2 separate regions of the Mus musculus genome follow, and region 1 is linked to region 2. Evidence: chromatin contacts called from public HiChIP or PLAC-seq data. All regions are on one chromosome and are shown on one strand. The core of a region is the stretch at or near the end of the contact, and the rest is flanking DNA. Distances in the headings are between cores, read along the strand shown. Region 1 overlaps Rnf130 (ring finger protein 130). Region 2 holds the start of Rnf130 (ring finger protein 130).

Region 1 (3,708 bases), core at 516-3,015, 37 kb after region 2:
TATCAGAGCTACATAGAATCTCTGTCTCTGCTCCCCAGACCCAAAAATAAAATTAAGAAATGTAAACCTGAAACACTGGAACAAATAGGTTTTTTGTCCCTAAGATCTGTTTTTATTTGTATGCCTGTGTCTCTAAGTGTATGCCACATCTGTACTGATGCTGGTGGAGGCCAGAAGAGAGCCAGATTCCCTGCTTGCTGGAGTCCCAGGTGCTTGAGAACCGCACAGAGTAAGTGCTCTAAGAGTTGGAAGAGAGCAGCCTTTATCTGCTAAGCCATTTTTCCCCTAAAGCAATAGTTTAAATAACGACTTCATAAAATAAATGTAGTAAATCCATTTTAAAACTTCCCAATGGGTTTTTAACTTTTCCTTAATTTACATATCTTAAGTAGATGGAGAATCCCTTATAAGTTTCTGGTATTTGAGTACAACCTGATCTATTTCCCTTCTTGTCTGAGTCCATCACTTGATGTGCTTTTTTTGTCTGTCTTGTGCTTTATCTTTTTTCCCACTGACCACAGAAGAAGAAGAAGAAGATAAAATTGAATTAGGAACCCACGTAGGTTTGGAATGCTGGTTTAGAAATAGATTTCATGGGGTTGAGGAGATGGCTCAGGAGGTGAAGTGGCTGCTGTTAGAAGTAGCAGGGCCTGAGTTCAGACCCGCAGCACTTGTAGAGAGCCAGGCACTGTGGTCTATGCACTAAGGCTGTGGAGACAGGCAGATCCCTGGAGCTTATTGGCTCGTCAGCCTAACAAAGTTGGTGAGCCCCAGAGTCAGCCAGAGGCCCTGTGAGATAGCTCAGCAGGTAAAGTGCTCGTCATAACCTAAATTCAACTCCATATGTATTCAGTGACATATGGATATCCTCAAACGCTAATAAATTAGATGATTTTTAAAAAGTAGAGAGTGGTAGAGGAAGACAACCATACATATATGCATGCACACCCCTACATTTACACACAAAATAGAAATCTATTTTGTGTCACAGGTTAGAAGACTAACAGATGTATAGTGTTCTGATGCCTGGTGTGAAAGCTAGCCTGTAGGCCACTCTCCTCCACCTACTTAAAAGTATTTTATAAGACAGTTATAACAAAGCATAAGTGTAGAAGTTTTACTTGAAAAGGACACAACACTAGGGAGATAGAATCTTGAAACACAAATAATAAATAAGAAGGTATTAAGATGACATGCAAATTGGATTTTTTAAAATCAGTAACAAAGGTTTGTGAAGGTGTCTGGTTTAAGGAAGAGTTCAAATGGAGAAATCCTTGGACTCTTAATTTTGGGAGGTCATTATTATTGGCTAATTTGTGCCGGATTACTAGGAAAACACCTAGCCGTGCCCTTGTGAGCATAATCTAGTGTGAGGAAGTAGTAACCTTATGATACTCTTGACATTAAAGATAGTATCTTCATTTTTAGCATTTTCTTTTAGCAAGATACTTAAAATACAGCTGTCCAGAAAAGAACAAGATGGAAAAACTGTAAATTGTTTCTCTTAATGAGCATACTTGAAATTTGAATGTCAGAATGAACATTAATAGTAACTATTTTAACCTATGACTCCATACTCATAAAAGGCAAAAGAAAATGGAAATTTCATGATAAGTGGAGTATTTGCCTGGTCTCAAAGTGCTTCCTCACAGAATATTTACTGATGACACAGGGGAAAAGAGTAGCTTCATGGTTCAGATGTCTGGGGGACGTCACTTGACCGATGATCAAAGCAAACAGCAGTAATGGATGGATCAGGCCTGCACCATCTGGCAGTGGGAAGCACAGGACGGCTTATGTGTTGTTCCTGCCAGAGGAGCGGGACCTGGGCCTCGCTGCGAGGAAATGAAGTCTTCTATAGAGCAGCCGAGCTGCAAGCTCTCAAGGTCATCACCAGCAAGCAAAGACAGAGGGACTGTTTGAAACTGACAGACTCTTAAAAAACCTGATGGCTAAGCACTTTAGACAACTGTGGTCTACATGACTACAAAGAACCTTTCTGGGGAAACTGGGGCGATATGAAAAGGATTCTGAAGTGACATGATATAATTTATCCATTCAGAATCATGCTTAATTTGAAGGGGTTGTTTCCCTCTCCTCCATCTCTTGTGTGTGTGTGTGAGAGAGAGAGAGAGACAGACAGACAGACAGACAGAGATTGAGATTAATTATAGGAAAAGTATATATGTATGTATGTGTGTATGTATGTATGTATGTATGTATGTATGTATGTATGTATGTGTGTGTGTATGGAACAATGAGGCGAGGCATCAGGCCACCAACTCACCCTCAAAGATTTTAGGTTCTAAATAAATAGATACAACTTTTCTGAAAGTTTGTTTTTTTAAATTAGTGAGTTGGAAAATATATATGAAAATTACATTGAGAGTCCATCTCACACACACACCCCCGCCACCCTGAAACTGAATAAACAAGTGCTGGTGAGTTTCCTGTAGTAGGTAGAATGACAAGGAACCTTTATGGTACACCAGTGGAGATGCAGATATGTCCAGCCACTATGGAAATCAGCAGAGCAGTTCTTTAAAAACTAAAACTAGAAGTGCCATATGATCCAGTTGTACCACTCCTGTGAGTGTATCTGAGGGGATCTAAGTCAGCATGCTACTTCACAGCGGTCACAGTGGCTCACTACACAGTCAGTCCAGACGTCCACTGGCAGCTGAGTGGGTGGAAAGTGTGCTGTATACCCACATTAGAGCTTTTTTGAGGGTTTTGTCATCTTGCTTTGTTTTGAGACAGGGTCTCACTTATGTAGCCCTGCCAGTCTGGAACTCAGAGGGAATGATTTGAGAGTTCTAGGAATAGTTCCTATGGGGAGAAAATGTCAGAAAAAGGACTCCAGGAAAATGTTTTTGAATAATTGAAAGACTATCATGTGGAAAAGGAGTTTTCATTGATTTTGGAATGCATAGCCTGAAATTGGAATGTTCCAGTTAGTGCCACTTCGTGATTTATATGTCCATAAATCATGATATACGATGTTGCACCTTAACAGCTAATGGTATTTGTACAATCAGTAGATGAAATATAATTTTCTTGGTGCTGCTTTTCGTAAGTACAGAACCCAGAGTCATGGAAGACATTTAGCCGTGGATGGACATTTGGAAGTCCTTAGTTGGGTAAAGAAGACTTCCTTTATACTAATGACTTATGACTAAAGCTGGTTACTTTGAAAGGACTGGTATAATTTGTAGGGTACTTAGAATCTGTTGGAAGTGGATAACCACTCCAAACTTTCAGCCAGAAACTGAGATTTATATAGCTCTTTATTCCTAGTGTCTCTCTCTCTCTCTTTTTTCTTTTCTTTTCTTTTCTTTTCTTTTCTTTTCTTTTCTTTTCTTTTCTTTTCTTTTTATGACAAAGAAAGGTCTAGAACAAGATTTCCAAGTGAGCTCCCAACCAAGAGGTAGTGTGAGAAGGGGAAAGTTGCACCTAAATACTCACCGTCTAGGGTTTCTATTGCTGTGATGAGCACCATGGCTGTAAAACAACTGGGGGAAGAAAAGCCTGACTTGCTTTCCACTTCCATATTACTGCTCACCATTGAAGAAAGTTGGGGCAAGAACTCCACCATGGCAGAAATGTGGAGGCAGGAGCTGATTGATGCAGAGGCCATAGAAGAGTGTTGCTCACTGGCTTGCACTCTTGGCTTGCTCAGCCTGCTTTCTTATAGAACCCAGGACCATC
Region 2 (3,873 bases), core at 650-3,149:
TGCTGCTTTTGATAAAATGAGAGCGGGGCTTTGTATGACCAGTTGGGGTCATTTAGAAAATTTAAGAACACAAACGAGGAAGCACAAGAGGAAGAAGAGAAGTTAAGAGGCTATGGAGGAAGAGAAAGAGGAGGAGGGAGAGTGGGAGGGGAGGAGAGGGGAGGAGGAGACAGACTTTGGAAAACTAGACAACTCTCTGAGAGTTTCAGCACTGCCCATGGGGCCATGCTTAGGCTTTGACCCCTGGAGTCCCCCAAGCACTGTTCCATGGGCCTTACACACTTGTCCTTATACACCTAGAGGTAGCAAGCAGATCAAATCCTGACAGACAAAAGCTCTTAATAGAATCTGGGACCTGCAAAGGTGGTAGCTGAGATCTTAGTGGAGCTTGGCAAGAAGGGAATTTGACATGGGACAAACAGGTGATCTAGGCATTCTTATGAACTGAGAAATGGGAAGAGAGACAGGCAAAGAGGTTTAAGAGACAAAGAAAGTGGTAGAGATAGAGAAATGGCCCTGTCAAGGTGGGCATGAGGGTAGCTCACTGACAGGCATCTGAGGGCTCTATTCAGACTTCAGCCCACATCCTCCAGGAAGCCCCCCACACCCAAGTACCCTAAACACTACATTCTCATTTCCCATATACTGTTACACCAGTAGTTCTCAACCTTCCTAATGCTGTGACCCTTTAATACAGTTCTTTATGTTGTAGTGACCCCAACCATAAAATTATTTTCGTTGTTTACTCCTTCCTCTACCCTGGTTTTGTATCAGGTGTGTGTGGACTTCTATCACTTCTCGTCAGGGGCATCAGCACCCCACACACTAAAAACCCTTGCTAATACCATACACATTTTTAGCAAAGGGAAGATTAGACCAACAAATGGGAGGGGAAAGGAGATTCATATTAGAGATAGTCTGATGCAGGCTCCAAACATAGCCTGTGACTCTTTGGCAGGCACCTCCGGGGTCTCATCCTGAGAATAGGTACTGGGGTCCATTTCACCCAGTGAGGAGAGGCCCAATTACTGAAGAAACAGAGCAGAGTCCTTGTTAAATGCCGTGGTACTATGCCATTTTACAAAAAGGAAGTGAAGGCCTGTGGCTCTGGGTATTCTGGGGGCGGGGAGGGGGGAGTGGGGGAAGAGGACCATACCAACCTGATGAAGTTAACATCCGTCTCTAACAGACCTTGCTAACCACTCAGATGCCTTATTGGGTCCAAGTCTACTGGGCCCCAAACGCAAAGGCACTCTCCCGACTGATGTCAATTATTGTACAGCATGCAACCAACCCAGTGGAAATGTTAGCTCTCACAGACATTTAATTTAAAACCTTAACGATTAGCTTAGTTTCTTTTAGTGGTATCTCCAACATCTCTATAGGTTCTTGGAAAGCTTCACAGATCCAGGTCATAGCGGGGTATGAAGCCCGGGGCAGTTCACTGAACCCAGTGCCAGCAAGCAGGTGACTGGACCGCCCCTGGCCCTCGTGCGGGAGGGCGGGAGCAGGCAGCGCCTATTGCGCACGCGCAGCGGACGGGTTTGCGCATCGGGCTTGCGCGTTGCCGCTCTGCTGGAGGGAATGGGGCGGCGGCGGGCACGCGCCTGAGGCGGCGTTGCTGACCCTCCCCGAGCAGTGGGGACCACTCCTTCCCACCACTCCGAGTCCTCTCAGGGGCCCTGTCCGCAGGCCTAGTCCCTGGGCATTCCAGGTGCCCTGACAGCACACGGCCTGACGCGCCGTCCTTCCCCTGAGAGATCCACGGGCGCGCACTCGCGCGCGGGCCGCGGACGTGAGGGCGGCGAACGGCGGAGCCGCGGCGCCGAGGAGGGCCGTGCTCGTGCCCGGCTCGTTTCGAGGCGCGCGCGCGCTCCCGCCGCAGCCCGGGCCGCGCCCGCCCCGCCTCTCAGCACCGGCCCCGGAGCCCGGTCCGCGAGCGGCGGCGGCGGCGGCGGCCGGAGGGACCATGAGCGGCGCGGCGCGAGCGGGCCCGGCCCGGCTCGCGGCGCTGGCCCTGCTGACTTGCAGCCTGTGGCCGACGCGAGCGGACAACGCGAGCCAGGAGTACTACACGGCGCTCATCAACGTGACGGTGCAGGAGCCCGGCCGCGGCACCCCGCTCACGTTCCGCATCGACCGCGGGCGCTACGGGCTCGACTCACCCAAGGCCGAGGTCCGCGGCCAGGTGCTGGCACCGCTGCCCATCCACGGAGGTGAGGCCGGAGCCGAAGCCCGAAGCCGGGCGGGGGTCGCGGGGGCGGCGTGGCCGGGGGTCTGCGCGCCGTTCGGCCGCCGGCCCAGGGGGCTCGAGGTCCTCGCGCTGTGGAGCCTGGCCTGCTCCCCGCTGAGGAAAGAGGCTCCAGAAACCCTGCTGCATTTCACCCTAAAACTAAAAGAGAGCGAGACTTAGAACGTCCTCCTCTTTTTCATTTAGTTAGCTTGTTTACTGGAGGGCACTGGAATGCGAGTTTTCAGGGACAGTTGAGACAAAGGAGGTGGTGCAGGGGCGCAGAACTAGTTCATGGTGGACGAGATGCTTAACCTGTTTTTTGGAATCGGTAGGTTTGTTCCTGAAATCCCACGGATTTAACACTGCAGTGAATCTCTAGGGATCAGAGCCCCCCCCCCCATCTACTCCCCCTCCCCCTCCCTCTCCCCCCAGTAGTGGCTAAGGGGAGAGGGTCCCTGTTGCTTTTGGTTTTCTCTGGCCCCGATAGTTGTGCTGTCATGAAACGCTAGAGATTTTCACATTATAAAGAATGTGAGAGTAGCTGAACTAGTAGCCAAGTCTTTGGTCACGGGTGCCCATCCAGAAGGAAAAAAGGTAAAATGATCAGGAATCGTCTTTGAAGCCATTTGATTTAGCCTTGGCGTTCCCTTTGTGTATGCTGGCTGTGAATTCTTAATGATTTGGTGTAAACTGGTATTTGTTAATTACTGGCCGTGTTTTAAAGGACATTTCTCCGTGGAGTGTGACATTTGGGGACTTTGGCAGGCTGGACTTCGGGGAGATGTCTCCCATCTTCTATATCCTCCCGTTCTCACCTTACAATGTTGAGAGGATTAAAAACCAAAATTGCTATTCGTGTTCAGATGACCTAATCTAGGCAATAGTGTTTGCTTTTATAGTCTAAAATATTAAAATATGCTCTCTGAGCTCGGTATTTGTATAACATATATTAAGCAGTTGTTGTTGAGGCATACTGGCTTGGGGCATAAGGTTTTACTGTTGTCTTTCTTCAACTTAGACTGGGCTCTTAAACGGTCATTTTTACACCAGTGTATTTCTTATTCCACTAGGTTAGAAGCAGTACTTAAGGTCCCTATTTGACCATAGGAACAGTTTTTTTTTCTTTGCTCCATTCAATAAATATTTGCTGCCTGCTCTGTGCCAGTCACTGTGGTTGGGACATGTAATGTTGCCAAACTATGGCAGTAACAATGCTACACTATTTTCTGGTGGGGAAAAGAACCGTGAGGGTCATGTGGAAGGGAAGGAAGAGGAAGAGAGAGGCAAGCTACTCTGCAGAAAGAGCTGTAAAGTGTTATGAAATCTGTGGTTTGCTCTTGGGGCTTGGTTCTCCCCAGGCAACCCAGACCACCATCCTCACTTAAGATGCTGTACTCCAAAGTGTTTTGAGTGCCACTATCTGTTGCTTGTCTTCACCCCCAAATTAAGTCCCCTTTTGGATAGTGCTTGTATGAGTCCAGCAGAAAGGTTTGGGGAGCTAAAAGTCAGTTATCTTAACCTGTCACTGGTTGAAGGCTGCATATTAGACCTCTGCTGCAAATACACACTGTTTGATACTGGTAAAATAATTTGGTCTGGTGGCTTCATTTCTTATTTTTAAAAAATTAACTGATGGAGAA

What was found. HiChIP or PLAC-seq counts read pairs in DNA pulled down with a chosen protein or histone mark.
Region 1: an H3K27ac HiChIP or PLAC-seq map of embryonic stem cells shows a contact between it and region 2, with 10 read pairs. The contact joins the enhancer-like site here to the promoter of Rnf130 in region 2. A contact is called at or near these places in 8 of 39 promoter capture datasets (3T3-L1-derived adipocytes, the HPC-7 cell line, the SN4741 cell line and 4 more), 1 of 15 datasets of contacts at CTCF or cohesin (CD8 T cells), 3 of 484 Hi-C or Micro-C datasets (bone marrow-derived macrophages, cerebellar granule neurons and liver), 7 of 115 datasets of contacts at active chromatin or transcription factors (CD8 T cells, the HPC-7 cell line, a beta-TC-6 cell line and 4 more) and 3 of 9 other capture datasets (adipose tissue, liver and pancreatic islet).

The regions. Positions count from the first base shown.
Region 1 is chr11:50,060,541-50,064,248 of GRCm38.p6, forward strand. The region is part of intron 2 of Rnf130 (ring finger protein 130); the gene reads left to right. Among named protein-coding and RNA genes, the nearest start is that of Mir340, 7.3 kb to the right of the region's middle. Within about 2 kb of position 1,766, at least 12 of the 459 cell types and tissues checked have an H3K27ac peak or open chromatin away from gene starts, as enhancers often do. A contact at or near this core is called in cerebellar granule neurons and pancreatic islet, where this site is marked.
Region 2 is chr11:50,023,432-50,027,304 of GRCm38.p6, forward strand. Rnf130 (ring finger protein 130) reads left to right here and starts at 1,900. Exons shown (of 9, transcript NM_021540.4): 1 at 1,900-2,216. The coding sequence starts at 1,970.